Linked DNA regions of Dromaius novaehollandiae: region 1 is linked to region 2. A link is a contact called in public Hi-C data. All regions are on one chromosome and are shown on one strand. The core of a region is the stretch at or near the end of the contact, and the rest is flanking DNA. Distances in the headings are between cores, read along the strand shown. Region 1 holds the start of LRRC9 (leucine rich repeat containing 9). Region 2 overlaps RTN1 (reticulon 1).

Region 1 (7,026 bases), core at 3,838-6,337, 84 kb before region 2:
GAAGTGCGAAATGGTCAGGTAAATATCATTATGGCTAGTTTAACATTCTCAATGCCCAGGACAAATTCACTAATCATTTGTATAATGCCTGCCAATATCTTATGAATCCTGCCACTTGACATATATATTCTCAAACTTAAGATGTCACTTGTGATAACTTTTTTTTTTTTTTAAACACACATTTAGTGTAATATATTTTCTCCTCCCTGTTCAAGACTTATAACTTGACCACACCGGGCAGGAAGCATAAAAGAGCTGCAAATGCACAATGAATATTTTCTAAGAAATTTCTAGCCCTTTTTACAAAGAATATTTGGGAACAGAAATTTTTCAAAGAGAGAGATCTAAAAACCTTATGAAAACAGTGAAAGTTAATATTGTATTGCTTTTAAAATCAACTGCTGTCACAGCTGTGTGTTATGGGTTCTCTAATATCATAAATCAGGTCTTTTCTAGTAACAATTAAAAACGTCAAAATTAAATGTGAAGTCTGAACATACCTTGCAGGAAGATAGTTTGTTCGCAGAGAGGTTTAATATTTCTATTCGTATATTGAAGTCCAAGCAACTTCCTAAAATTAGACACCAATATAAACAACAATTAAGAAAAACTATTTGCATTGTCCATTTGGATATCTGCATTTTCATCCTGTGGATTAGTTTTAATCACATAACCCCCCCCCCCCGCCCCCAAATGCATACTTCATTAACACAAACAATTACATCAAACGTAGTATATGATTTTCCATTTTCACTTAAAGAGCAGGGATAGTATATATACAATTTTTTATTTTATTTATTTATTACAGATAAAGATAAACCAAGAAAAACAAATAGATTCTCTAGTATCTGTTTAGAAATGCAGGAAGAATTTACATTCCCATAAAAAACAAAAAGCGTGATTTAATCTAAAAGCCCTGTATACTAAAGGCAGTGAACAAGAAAAAAAATATGCATAATATATGCATATCCCACCAATACCTGTATTCTGTCTCCTTTGACATGGCTATAGCAATGACAAAGAGTTTGGTAGAAACAAAGGTGAGCCCTAGGGAGTTTTGACACTGACTTTGGGATGACCAGACATGATTCTGAACCATGCAAGTTGGTAAGAATTTTTTATTAGGAGGGAAAGATCAAACCATGTGCATGAATCCTTGGTGACAGTCAGAATGCACATGCTAGAAATGCCAGACAGACATCACCTACCTATTTTTTCTATCAAGTTTCCAGCGAGGTTGACCTCTTGTAAATTCTGCAGAGTATGTAAGCCCTGTGAATGTTTTAAACAATACAGTTTTAATCTAATACAGCACTGCAAATGCTGAAGAGCCTGTAGGCTAAGAGGCAGATCATTCAAATGTAAAAACAGACTTGACTGGAGTCTAAACAATGTTAGTCTCTGTTTTAAACTACAGCTTTCTTTTGACATGGAAAAGGAGAATATGTATTGCCCAATGGGAATTATCTTAGAAAGTCTTTGTAAATGATACTGCAATGAAAATAAACATAGTTCCCCGCCTCCTTAGTTTCACAACTGTGTATGAGAAACCTAACAGATCATGCCCAATATCATGAGCACCCATTAGCTTTTGACTGCAGCCCATGTCTTGGCTTTGAGATACCATAGCAACTAAATCAGTCATGTCAGTCATTTCTCTCTGTGATGACACTGCAGTTCTTTGCAGTGGGATGCCACTAGTGTTTGTTGTGTACTCTCTAATTAAAAATAATTTTAGAAGCACTCTATTGCTTTTACATTTGTTCTTTGTGAGCCGTAATTCTTAGCTCTCTCCTTTCCTTCCTTCTCTTCATGCCCAGCTTCGTTTTCTCTTTCTTCTTCATGGCCTTCAAGGTTCCTGAAGATCTGCTCTCATTCATCCCTATCAGCATCTCCTTCTGCTCTAACTACCTTTATCTTGGTAAGGTATCTCCCTCCGCCTTCTTTTCATGCTCTTCTAAGGGAAAGAGGACTGAGATGCAGTACTCCTGCCTCCCTGTTGGGGCAGTAAAAATCAGGTATTTCACAGCACCAAGTGGTCTTTTGCCAGAAATGATGTTTATACAGTTCTTCTCCCTTTACATGCTAAAGGGCTGATCACAGAGTTCTCACTTTTTCTGGACTAGCCTCCATTTTAAAGGTTAGCATGAAGAGTACTAATTTTGGGGGAGGGAGGAGGGGAACCAATTATTCATATGACAGCATGAAGAAAAGCCAGGATAAAACTTCTTCTGAATATGAGTTCACCTCTTCAAGAAAAAAAAAATCCAAATACTTCAACCCTTTCAGCACCTGCAACCTAGCATACACTTACTAAAATAAAAACTAAATGGAAATTCTTTCACATAATACTGAAGAGCAGACAAAAATCCACAGTTACAACAAAACGACAACAAAAAAAATCTTTTCCTGCTCAGGGATCATAGAGGTCTTAGAAAATTAATGATTTAATTAACACTGTATATGCAGAAAACTTTAATTTCCAAATAATGTTTCAGCCTTAATTCTTGTGTACTGGAATTTAAAATTGTCTCTCTTGTTCAATAATTCTAAAAAAGAGTCCCACTTGTTAGATACCTTTAGGTACCATACTATTAATATACTATACATTATACAGATTGGAAGGAAATAAATCATAAGAAGGACACCAGACTCACTTCTATATTCTTGATCAGGTTATTATTCAACCAAACTACATTCAGCTTTGTTAGGGCTTCTAGATTTTCAATCTGGGAAATTTCATTGCAATAAAGGTAAAGCTTTTCCAAATTTACACATTTTTCTAGACCGTCTATTTTCTGCAATAGAAGGAGAGGTATTAATTTGCTGCACTGAACAACAAAAAGTCACTCTTTTTATCCATATGCCATCAACTTGCACAGAAAATAGTAAGGTAGCTCCAAATAATTTGAGACCACAGCCACTGAGCAGAATTCTGCTGACTTAGAAACCCTTTCAATTAAGCCCTCAAAGAAAAAGTAATAGAAGCTACAATGTTTCATGATAAATTATGTGTTTTATGTACAGTATTATTTTCACTGAAATATCTTCATCATAATCAGCTTTCTGAAAAAGGTTTCAATGAAATTATTGTAGTTTCAAAAAACATTCTTTCTAATGAAAGAGAAAAAAAAACAACTACAGAGTCCAAAATACAAAAACCTGTAATGTGTAACAGAGGTAATTTTCATCCATGCCTATAATGAGATCTTTGGATACATCAGTAAAGAAGTGCCAGATCCTCACTCCCTCGAATAGCGCCTTGTTCTTTGAACAGATGAAGAAATGCTCATGGAAGAATATGATAATCATTTTAAGGGGCTAAAGTTGGCTAAAGCTGGCTAGAAATAAAATTCATAGTTAACTTACCACTAAACAGCATTCAGCAATCCACAGCTCTCTGAGTAACAGGCAATGCTCCAGGTCTGAAATCTTTTGAATCCTTTGCCCAACAAGAGTGAGTGTGGTCAAATTTGGGAAATATTTCAAGCCTACCATTTTGGGATAACCTGAGAAAAACATCTCCAGTGCTGTTGTTTTTAGTCCCTCTTGATCAACTTTCTCATAAGACAATCCATTACATGTGCACTGGAAATGAAAGGCAACTATTATTCATTTTACATCCATGTTTTAAAAAATACATTATGAAGCAGAATGTCTGACCGTCATTAGAGTCAACTGCTTAAAATCAACTGTGTCTTTTAAAATTTGCTCTGCTCTAAGATGTATTTGCAATTTTGGCCACATTCAGTATATGATGGTTACACAGCTTTCTTCTGCTTACAAAAATAATCACAATTATTGCACGAGTACTTCAAATCAAACCTCAAAATGCACCTTGAATTTAAAACAAAATAATTTTCAGTCATGCTAACTTTAATGAAAACTAAAAACCACCAAAAATGTATAACTAGTATATGTGTGTGTATATGTGCATATACACACACACATATGTGTATGAAAGGGGACAGTGTGCTCTGTCAGTCTTGTAGCGCTTCACTTCTGAAGTGGTTGTATTAAGTAAATATAATAATATAAGCTTTTGGCCAGGAAAAAATAAAAGATGACATGGAATTTCATTAAAGGTGAGATTCAGCTTAAGATTACAACACAAAACATCAGGTATCTACACCCGTGCCCTTTATCAAAGCTCTCATTTTAGTCAACATGAGATCTAACCAATACAGCCAAGGGATCCTGGAAAGCCATTCTGATGTCCAGACAGTACATGTTTACAGTAAGTTGACTCATTCTATATTGGCTAAGGATGGGAGTCAGTTGGCTGCACAGTGTATCCAGTGCTATTTCAGATGCTTTAGGGTATCCTGCAACTGCTGTTCCAGAAGAGTGCAGTCTCCTACACATCCTTTGTAATATCTCCCAGCCCTGTGTGGTGTCTTAGATATCTTGAGGCAGCTAAAATGGCACTGGACAGCTATATCTGTGCAACTGAATTGTATCATAGATTTCTGTTGACTACAATGAGGGCTGAAAAACCAAACGCATATGTAGACAACTATCGGTAGACACCTAAATTAAGATGCCTTACTCTGGAGTTGAACACCATTTTAAAATTCTAAAGACTTCATACTAGGCAAAGTTTTTATCATCTTAGTTAGCCACCCGATTCTGCTCACAACTATGCAATGCCTATGCAAAACATATGAGTGAGTCAAAACTACATGATTTACTTTGATCAAATTTATATCAAAAAAACCCTTATTTTTGTTTCAATATATGAATATTCTGCAAGGTACACCACAAGAAGCAGATACAAAGGGTGAATGGTACCTTAAAATCCTCTTTGAATACAGGTATCTCTCTCCGGAGAGAGTTGCATTTCTGCATCTTAACTACTAGTATGTTTCCATAGCTCTGAAACCTTTAGACCATCATAAACCATTATTAATGCATGCCTTATACCACCTCCAGGATATTCCAGAATAACTAATGTTCTAGCAAACACATACTGATATTTATAAAAGTATTAAAAGTCAGAGAAAATTAAAAACAAATATGAATGAAAAGCTTACCAGCTCCTTAATTATTTCCTCAAGGTTCTGGTCTTGGTTATCACTTTGCATCATCTCTTGTGTTCTCCGTAGTGATTATGCATTTCTTAGTATTTTCTTATAAAAAGGATAGTATAATTATCAGCTGTGTATCCACCCACATAAGTCATAGGAGTTCCAAGCAGTTTGAAAGGAAGATCGAAACTCCTAACAGACTTAGTTCCAAAATCTGTATTTCTCTCTGAATCACGGTGGTGATCACAAAGGAAGAAAATTGAAGATGTCAGGAATATTTAGACTGATTACTTTTTTAACCAATATTTTTATATTCTGAAAGTCTAGAAAGTACTACAGGATAAGCTATTTGCACCACTCCCAGAAGGAAAGATGATGAATAGCACCCACTTATCCCTGTATTGGGTTCAGTAAGTTGTATTTGCACAAAGAACAGAGGTGCAGTATCAATGAACAAATCATTTATAATTCACCAAAAATAATCCTCAGTAAAAGCCTATCTGCATATAGGAAAATATGTCAAAATTCTCTGTACATAATTGAGAGTTGTAACACCTTTGTTACAGTGCTTTTAAAGTAACCACGCAGCTGCTATGATTTATCTTTAGCATTAACAACCTCTTATTAGTATGATCGAGGCAGCTTCTTTCTCCCTCTGAAAGCATTGACACAGTATATTAACCACAGTATGCACAAACTAAACCCAGAAGATCACTTTAGTCACTCTTAATATACCACCACATCACTGCTGTCTTTGAATCCCTGCCACAGCATTTAATGACACACAGCTCCTCTAGCCAGTAATTTAGGACAGGAAACAAAGAATATTTTATCCAGTTACAACAGCTGAGGGAATTACATTAGATGGGAATTAGCTTTTGGGTGGAGGCCGGTTCCTCTAACAGGAGCAGAAGGAAGCAGTTATTTTTTCCGCCACATTCAAAAGACAGCTAATAGCATGGCTTTGCAAGCGTTGCTCCCAGAGCCCTGGCTGTACAGGTAACTTCCACATAATGTAGACCCACGTACTAGTGGCATGTGTTTTGCCCGCTCCTGCCAAGGGTGGATGCCTGCCCCAGGGTGCCTGGCAGGGGCTGGCAGAGGGTGAGGAGGGAAGTGCACCTCACCACAAAGCGGGGCACCTGCGACACCCCAGGCCCCAATCTGCCCTTCGAGGGCACTGAAGCTCAGTGGGCTGCCCTGTAGGCGGACAGGAGTAGGCAATGGGACCAGGACAACCCAGAAGAGGGACAGGCGGAGGATGCCACATCAGGAACCAGGCCGGGCCCCGATCCCCTCAGGGGATCCACGTACCCAACACCCAGGCCCGGGCCCATTGCCCAGAGCACCACCGCCTGCTCACGTCGCCTAGACGACCACCTCGCCCCTCCCACCGGTGGGGCGGTAGCCAACCAGAGGCGAGACGGTGACGCGACAGGATGGGGGGCGGGGCTGAGGAAATGGCGGTTACCTCAGCGAGGGGCGGGGCCGGTGAAAAGCTGGCAGAGTTGGCTCCGCCCCTCCTGCCTGCGCACGCGCACAGCTGCAGCGCGCCCTCCTTCCTGCGCACGCACAGCGCGACCCGTGGCGACGTGAGCCGTCCCCTAGAGGGCGCGCGGCGGCGGTGGCACCACCACCACGAGGCGCGTTGAGGCCTCCTGCGCGCGCGCACCCGCCCAACGGCTGTTTGCCCCCCCCCCGCCCCGTCGGCAGCCCTCACAGAGCGTTTCCTGGCCCTGGGGCTGCCCGGTTGCCCCAGGTCACCCAGGGAAAGGGGCCAGAAGCAGCTGCTCCTTCTGCCCCTTTCACCGTGCTGGGCCAGGGCGCAATGTGCACCAGGCCTTCCCCAGCGCATCCACCTCTGCGATGATGATTTAAGTTCAGCTGCAATGACTTTTTTGCTTTGCTGTCGTCTGGGCAGCGGAGTGTGGCCACTAAGCTGGTTTGCCAAATGTCAGAAAAAAAGGGTTAAAGAGTTTTATTCTGCCCCATGTCTCTC
Region 2 (6,895 bases), core at 2,846-5,345:
GGGCAGCTCTGGCTCCAAGCGTTGCCCTCCGGAGCATCCCACCCTCGGGCCCCGGGAGCAAGCTAGCCCCAGCCTGGGCAAACACCACCTTAAAGAGCCTCCTTGGGCAGGGTGCTTTGGAAATAGTAAAAGCCTTTCAAAGAAGGGGACAGTCCATCTACACGGTGGCCTTTGAAATCTTAATTATGCCTCCATCTTAAGTGTGGACTTCAAACTCGCTGGGCTGGTCTCCTGGCTGAGCAAATATTTTTGGTGTCTCCAGGTACCGTGTCAGGAGGTGGAGGGCTTTGCGGTCGTGTCAGTTCCTCGCTGGAGTAGAGCGAGGGGTGGGATAGAGCTCTTAAAATGCCCTTCAAGGAAATGCGGTGTTTAGGGAGGACTTTTGCTGTCTCTGCTCAGAGTGAACTCTTCTTTTGCAGGGAGAAGAGACATGGTGGCAGGTAAATAAAGAAGGGACCTTGAAGGCAAGGACGTTTATAGCATTAGCTAAATCACATATGGCCCGATCCTCCTTAAGCATAAGCTGGAGCCAGCAGGTTGATGCTGATTTATGACTGCAGTGGAGCTGCCCCATATTCTGCACTACTTTGAGAGGTTTAACTTTTAAAATACCTCTGGGAACTTTGACTGACTTTCAGATGCCCCCTTGGTGCCCCCACCATCCAGAAATAGAAGGGAATCACTTAAGGTGCAAGCAAACAACACTAGTGCTTTGGAGCGGAGCCCTGCTGCCTCGCCTGCATCGGCAGAGCTCCCCAGTTCTCCTGCTCTGAGTTTTGGGTTTTTTGTTTTGTTTTTTTCCTGTATACTCACTTCTTGCTTTTATACATTCTGGATCATATTTGAAGCTATACTGTGTCTTTTTTTCCTAATGTTTCTGATCATTGCTGCCAATAAAGATGGTCACCAGAAGCCAGGATATGCTGGTCTTCCTCATGCTGGTTGTGTTGTGATGGGAAAATGCTGGGGCAAAAAAAGAGTTAGACGGTGATTTTTGAGTTCATCTGTGTCAGCCTTGCGCAGCCGCGTCCTCTCTGACCTAGTTTTCCAAGCTTTCCCTAGGGCATTAGATTTGATCCTGATTTGTGGCTGGTAATGTCTTGTCTTCAGACTCTATTTGGTGGCTCCCAGGGCCTCGTACCTCTCTCCCTAGTGACAGTTTTATGCAGATGTAAATCTAGGGTCTCTGCTGGCATCGCTCCTGCTTTACCCTGGCCCTCAGCTCCTGACAGCTGGTTTTCTCCCTGAATTACTGCACTTGACACATCACCGTAGGTGTTATGCATTGTCACAAAATTAATTTTCCTCCTGAGAGCCCTCAGTGATTTCAGGTGAACTTCTTTGCAGTTGTGGCTCTGGCTTGTTGGAAGATTCATGGTGCTGAGGTAGCTTGGACCCTGGGGATGGGAACCAAGCCTGGTGTGGGAGATGATCCTTTCGTCCTTTTCCTCCTTTTATAATAACTGGATTTCCAGGAAATTTTAGTCAGGTGTAGGTGACACATGGAAAACAGCAGTCTCTCCAGATGTGGGTCGGACCTTATTCAAATGCTCATGTTTTAGCAAAAGCCCCTCTCCAACGTCTGCTTTTATCTTCCTGCTGTTGAGCCCTCTCTCCTTGAGCATGGAAGAGTGTGAAACTATGGGGCTGTGATCCTTCTTCCAGCAGGATGGGGGGCTGGAGAAGCTATCACAGCATCAGAAGCAACCGCTGTTGGCAGCCCTCTCTCTTCTGGGCTGAGTTTGGATCAGGGTTGTCTTGCAGCAGTTGTGTGATGCCGAATGTATCCGTAATCGGGACCCAGCAGCGATGGGGCTGGACCTGCAAAAGGTGACTGTGGGAGAGAGGGAGGCTGTGCAGGAGAAGGGGACGCTTCTGCAAGAGAGGGTTCACGGCCAAAACCGGTCTGAGTTCAAAGAGCTGTGGCCTTGGGTCATTTTTGCAGCAATCTGGGGATGAAAATGGTGAATGATGGAGGTTCCTAAATCACACTAGCCATGGGCCATGAAAAGCAAAGAGATTTGGTCACAAGCATCCAGATTTCAAGACACTTCTATGGCTAGTGCTCTAAAAGGAGGTGGGCTCTGCTTCAAGTCATCTGAAAACTGTGTCTTAGCTGCTCAGTCACTTAGTGCTTGGCATATTTTTATCCTGGGACTTGATAAAAGTTTGATTGTTCCAGGAGAAACATGAGTATGGTGAAATACACAGAGAATAATGCATTATTTTCTTATAGGTGGAGTTTAATTAGCCTTAGTAAAGTGCATTTGATAGCATTTTAGGCAGTACCTTAATGGCCACCAAACCCTGGTGACCAGTACTGTTGTTCCTGATGATATTATTGCAACAATCTTTTCTGAAAGTGGTTTTCAAATGAAATGATATTTGTATAATTGCTATGAAGACCTGCTGCACCTGCACTTCTAGCAAGAACATTTAGTACTCTATATGTATCTTAAATCATGCTTACTCTCCTCTGAAGTTTCTGCTTCTCCGCAGAGGGGAGCCCTCTTTCTGGTGCTCCTTGTTTTTTGTGTTTTCTAGAGTACTGGGGAGAGATGCAATAGACCTTATAGATGTTTTAGACATGTAGATGTAGACATTTTACTGCCAGGTCCACTCAGAGCTCCTGAGACTGCTCGTTGGTGTGAAAAGCCTGGAGGGCACGTGTGGGTGAGAACTGCTGAACCATTTACTGCAGGCTTGCTCTGGGAGAAACGGCTGAGCATCCCCTGCCAGGTGCCACAAGCTCTGGTGATGTCCATGGGAGCTGAGGACATTCAGACCACATCCTGCTCCTCTGTGGGTAGTGGAGCACCATTCCTTGACTTGTTTTGGGGTGAGTCTGGGTCCCCTGTGACACTTTATCTGTGGCATGAAGGTGGCCCTTGGTGTCTTTGCTGAGGGCTGCTCGCAGGGAGCGGATAGCCGTTCTTGTGCAAGGCCTCAATGGAAAAAAAAATGCTGTTAATTGGCTGCTGGGATGGCGGTACCCGCAGCGCAGTGTGTCCCTGTGCTCCCCAAAGTGGATCTGCCCTAATCTCGTTAAAAGCTCATCAGTGTTTCCTACGTGTCTCTCCCGCAGACGGGGCTGCAGCACTCGGCAGCCAAGCCAGGGCCTGATACGTGTCCGCTTGGTTTTCAGAAGAAAGCAGAGGTCAGCTAAGGAGGTGGGAGAAACCCCCAGGCAGGAGCTTGGGAAGTCATGTGGAAGGACTGTACTTTTGTGTAACATGATGCTGGGAGAGAGGGTTTAAATTAGCCCCAAAAATGAAGCTCCCGACAGGACCCAATCCATGGGCTGTAGCACTGAAAGGAATTTGTTTCCCCCAACCCCCCGTGCTTATTAGGGGGTGGTGACTCCCTCTGCTTCGAGGGTGCTCATCCCCTGTGGCCAAAGGTTTCCGGGGCTGAGATCCTGGCTGAGCCTCGTGTATTTGAGAACCGAAATGGGGGAGCCCTGGGGAGTCCCTCCACTAAAGTCAATGGAGTAACTGGAATATAAAGAGAATCAAGCTCTCCCCCGCCCCGTCCCCGTCCTTTTGCTCTCCTGCCAGTACAGGAGACAACACCTGCCTCTCTGCACGGCAGCGTTTCCTCTGTGCCGCTGCGTGATCTCGAGGGAAGGATGGGTAACTCATGCAGCTGGTGCACTGACTCACTCCTGTCCCCAGGAGCAGAGCAAAGAGCTGGCAGTGACTCCGAGACGGCAGGATGCAGCCTCGTTGCTGCTCCTGGTCCCCCCAGGGCATTCAGGACCTGCGCAGAGCGCCAGGGGAAATAATAATAGAACAGGAGCACGTATCCTTCCAGCACATCCAGTTTTCTTGCAGCATCTATTGTGCAAATGAGTCACAAAACGGCTTTCAGAGTATGGACGTTAGTGCTTGCACATGCCGTGCCCTGCAGAGTTACGCAGCTGGGATCAGGAGAGTTTTGGAGAAAAAAGTTACTAACCTGTAAACTGGGTTTGCAAATCCTGAGCTAAAACAAAGAGCACCATCTCCTGGCAGCAAGGAATAGCTGGCACTTCTGCCAGGAATGCACGCTCAATAAAGTTTTGCTGCAAGCAGCTTGCTGCTGTGCACGTCCAACGCATAGCATCTGGAGGTGGGAGAGCTCTGGGCTGACGTCTGGCTCTGGCTATTGAGAACGGCTGATCGAAGGGAGATGCTGAGAGCTTATTTAACGGTGTTATCCAGCAGTGCAACAGTGCCTGCATTTGGTGTGGAGACAGATGGGCTTTTAGGATTTGGGGTTTCAGGCTCCATTCGAATCACACAGGTGTGTGAGTACTTCTGAGGTTTGCCCAGGCACTGCAGTATCTGGGGCTAGAAAGCTCATGGAGAAGGTCTTGTAAAATCAAGAGTGTGATTCCCAAGTGGTACACCTATATATCCCCAGTGTTACCCAGCCTACTTCAGAGTGGTGTGTGATTTGGCATGGGGCTCAGAGATGCCTCTGCCACCTACGCTGACTGCCCTCACCACTGCTAGCAGCAGCACCTGCAAAGGGAGTGTGGAAATGTCCAGGGCTTTCCTGAGGTTTGACGTGGGACTGAAACCTAGCGGAGAGGGAGAAACAGCTTGGTCTGAATCTAAGAAGACCAGCTGTGTTTTGAATTGGAGATAGCCTTGGGACTGCTGGTACACCTTCGTCGGGGGGAGGTAGGGTGCAATAAGGAAATATAGAAAAGTGATAAATATTGGATTGCTGTATAAAAAGACTACAACTGAGAGGACAGTGAGAAGTAATGTAATGCAAGTTAAAAATGAAGGTAACTGGCATAGTAAACTCAGAAAAAAAAAATTGTACAGTTGATCAAAAGAATAGGAAAAGCCTTTTTGTCCTTTTTTTTCCCTGCCTTTTTCCTCCTCCCCCACCCCCATTTTTAAGGATATGTTAGGAATAGAAAGAAGCCAAGGGCAAGTATAGGCTTGTTGCTACTGCCAGATGCTAAAATTGTCAGGTCGGTGCATAAAAGGCAGAACTCTCTAATAGCTATTTGTGTTGTGTACTTGCAAGGAAGCAGGAAGATGTATCTGTCTGATAGGAGGCTGTGGATGAGCCATAAAAATGATGGAGTGGCTGAGGCGTAAGCCTGCTCATGCGGGGCTGGGAAATGCAATCTGTGCTGGTAGTCGGAGAGGAGACCGAGGCGTGACTTGCTGCCTGTGCGCAGATGCGTACACGGGGACAAGGACCCCGAGCAAAGAGGACTTTTCTGTGTGCTGAGGGACACAATAGGAGCCCGCAACTGGGAGCTGGAGTTGGACACTGTCAACCTTGAAATGACTTTCTAGATGAAAGGGTAATTAAACACTAAAAAGCTTGGTATGCCACTCAACTATCTCCTTGAACCTTTAGGGCAATACTGGGGTATGTTTTTAGAAGACAAGCTTTAGCCTAATCACCTGTAGGGAAGTCCACTGTGTATCCCTGAGCTTTTTAGTGCATTCTGGAGTCCTGGATCATACCAAAGTTGCTGTGTTGAAAAAAGCTCTTCACTTAGTTTTGGCCTCTTTTTATTACCTGGAACATCTGGTTGACACCTAAAGGGCTGAGGTGCTCCAGGTGCTGTGACCTGGGCATCATACGTGGCTTGCGAGACCCTCCCGCATGGCTTGGGGACCATCAGAACAAGAGCTTGTTCGTGGTGCTTGTTGGCTCGTTATTGCTCCAGGACCACAAATTACCAAAGACTGGGGACTGCCCCACGAGGATGAGGTGGACCTTGTTGCAGGGAGCCCATGATCAGTGTGGATAAGGCAGCTACGGCCGAGAGGGGAGGGAGCTGCGAGCACCCTGCTCCTGGGAGTAACGGCACTGGGCAGCGGGTGAGGGCTCCCGAGCTGCCAGATCCAGAGCAAAAGCAGAGCCAGCTATTTTAAAGACCTACAGGAATTTGCTGGAAGAGGCTTACTCATGCTATTCTGCTTTTCCCCAAAAAGGTCGTCAAAACCTTGATTCCTCAAATTGCACCAGAGATCAGTCTGCTTCCAAATACAGCTCCAGGCTGTAAAAATAGCATTATCTAATTAAAGATTAGTGCCCCCTCTCCTCTTTTAAAAAGTTAATAATTCTGAATGAGTCACTGGCGTATGGTAAATGCTGAACCTCACGTTGCTGGGTTGACAGCTGTTATACGGAACCGAAATTTCGTGTCCTTCTGTGTCAGTCTGTCTGTGCTATTGAAGGTCATCACAGTTGTATGTGAAGACCTCTAGATAAAAACAGACACGTTAACATGGATACTGGTTATTTTATTCGTGTGACTGTAATATGTTAAACACATGGACTATTCTGGGGTAATCGGTGAAGAAGACTGGATGTACTCTAGTTTGAAAAAAAAATCAGTTTTGTTTAAATTAACTGTTTTTCTCATCTATTATCCTCAGCTAGTTTTTAGTTTCCTATTCCAGAATGTTGGAACACTTCATCTTTCATTGATCCAAACCGGACATTAGTTGCCTTTCTTAAAATAAGAGTTGCTCTGTGTGGAAACGATGATTTCTAAACTATATCATGTGCCAGTTGCTGATTTGCTCTAAATCTAGCCCTGTAGGGAGGATTTTTAGAGCATTTGGTTACTTATTCAGAGGAGACAAAACAGTCATTTTCAAAAAGAATTTTTTCTTTACAATTGATGAAAACACATGTAACGTATTGAGAATCTCAGCTGTGCTCTAAATGTTTGAATCGGACCCATTACTGCTTAGCTGTTTGCAGGAAGTGAAATTATTTCCCGAGGGCTCGTGTTACACGAAAGCAGGAGTGCTGCTCTCAGGCAGTGAATAGGTTTGCTTTACCTGAATTGGCAGGCAAGTTTTTGGGCACGTTTGAGGAAAATCCAGATAAAACCCTTTGAAACAAGGCTAAATTCAGACCTGATACT

Evidence for each region. Hi-C and Micro-C count contacts between places; a contact is called where the count stands out from the background.
Region 1: a Hi-C map of liver shows a contact between it and region 2, with 3 times the contacts expected there. The contact joins the promoter of LRRC9 here to the enhancer-like site in region 2. A contact is called at or near these places in 2 of 4 Hi-C or Micro-C datasets (brain and liver).

The regions. Positions count from the first base shown.
Region 1 is chr5:7,253,863-7,260,888 of bDroNov1.hap1, reverse strand. It overlaps LRRC9 (leucine rich repeat containing 9), which reads right to left and starts at 5,087. Exons shown (of 31, transcript XM_064513512.1): 1 at 5,034-5,087; 2 at 3,370-3,588; 3 at 2,658-2,798; 4 at 1,209-1,272; 5 at 501-571. The coding sequence starts at 5,087.
Region 2 is chr5:7,169,176-7,176,070 of bDroNov1.hap1, reverse strand. All of the region lies in intron 1 of RTN1 (reticulon 1), which reads left to right. Among named protein-coding and RNA genes, the nearest start is that of RTN1, 56 kb to the left of the region's middle. Within about 2 kb of position 4,095, at least 2 of the 2 cell types and tissues checked have open chromatin away from gene starts, as enhancers often do.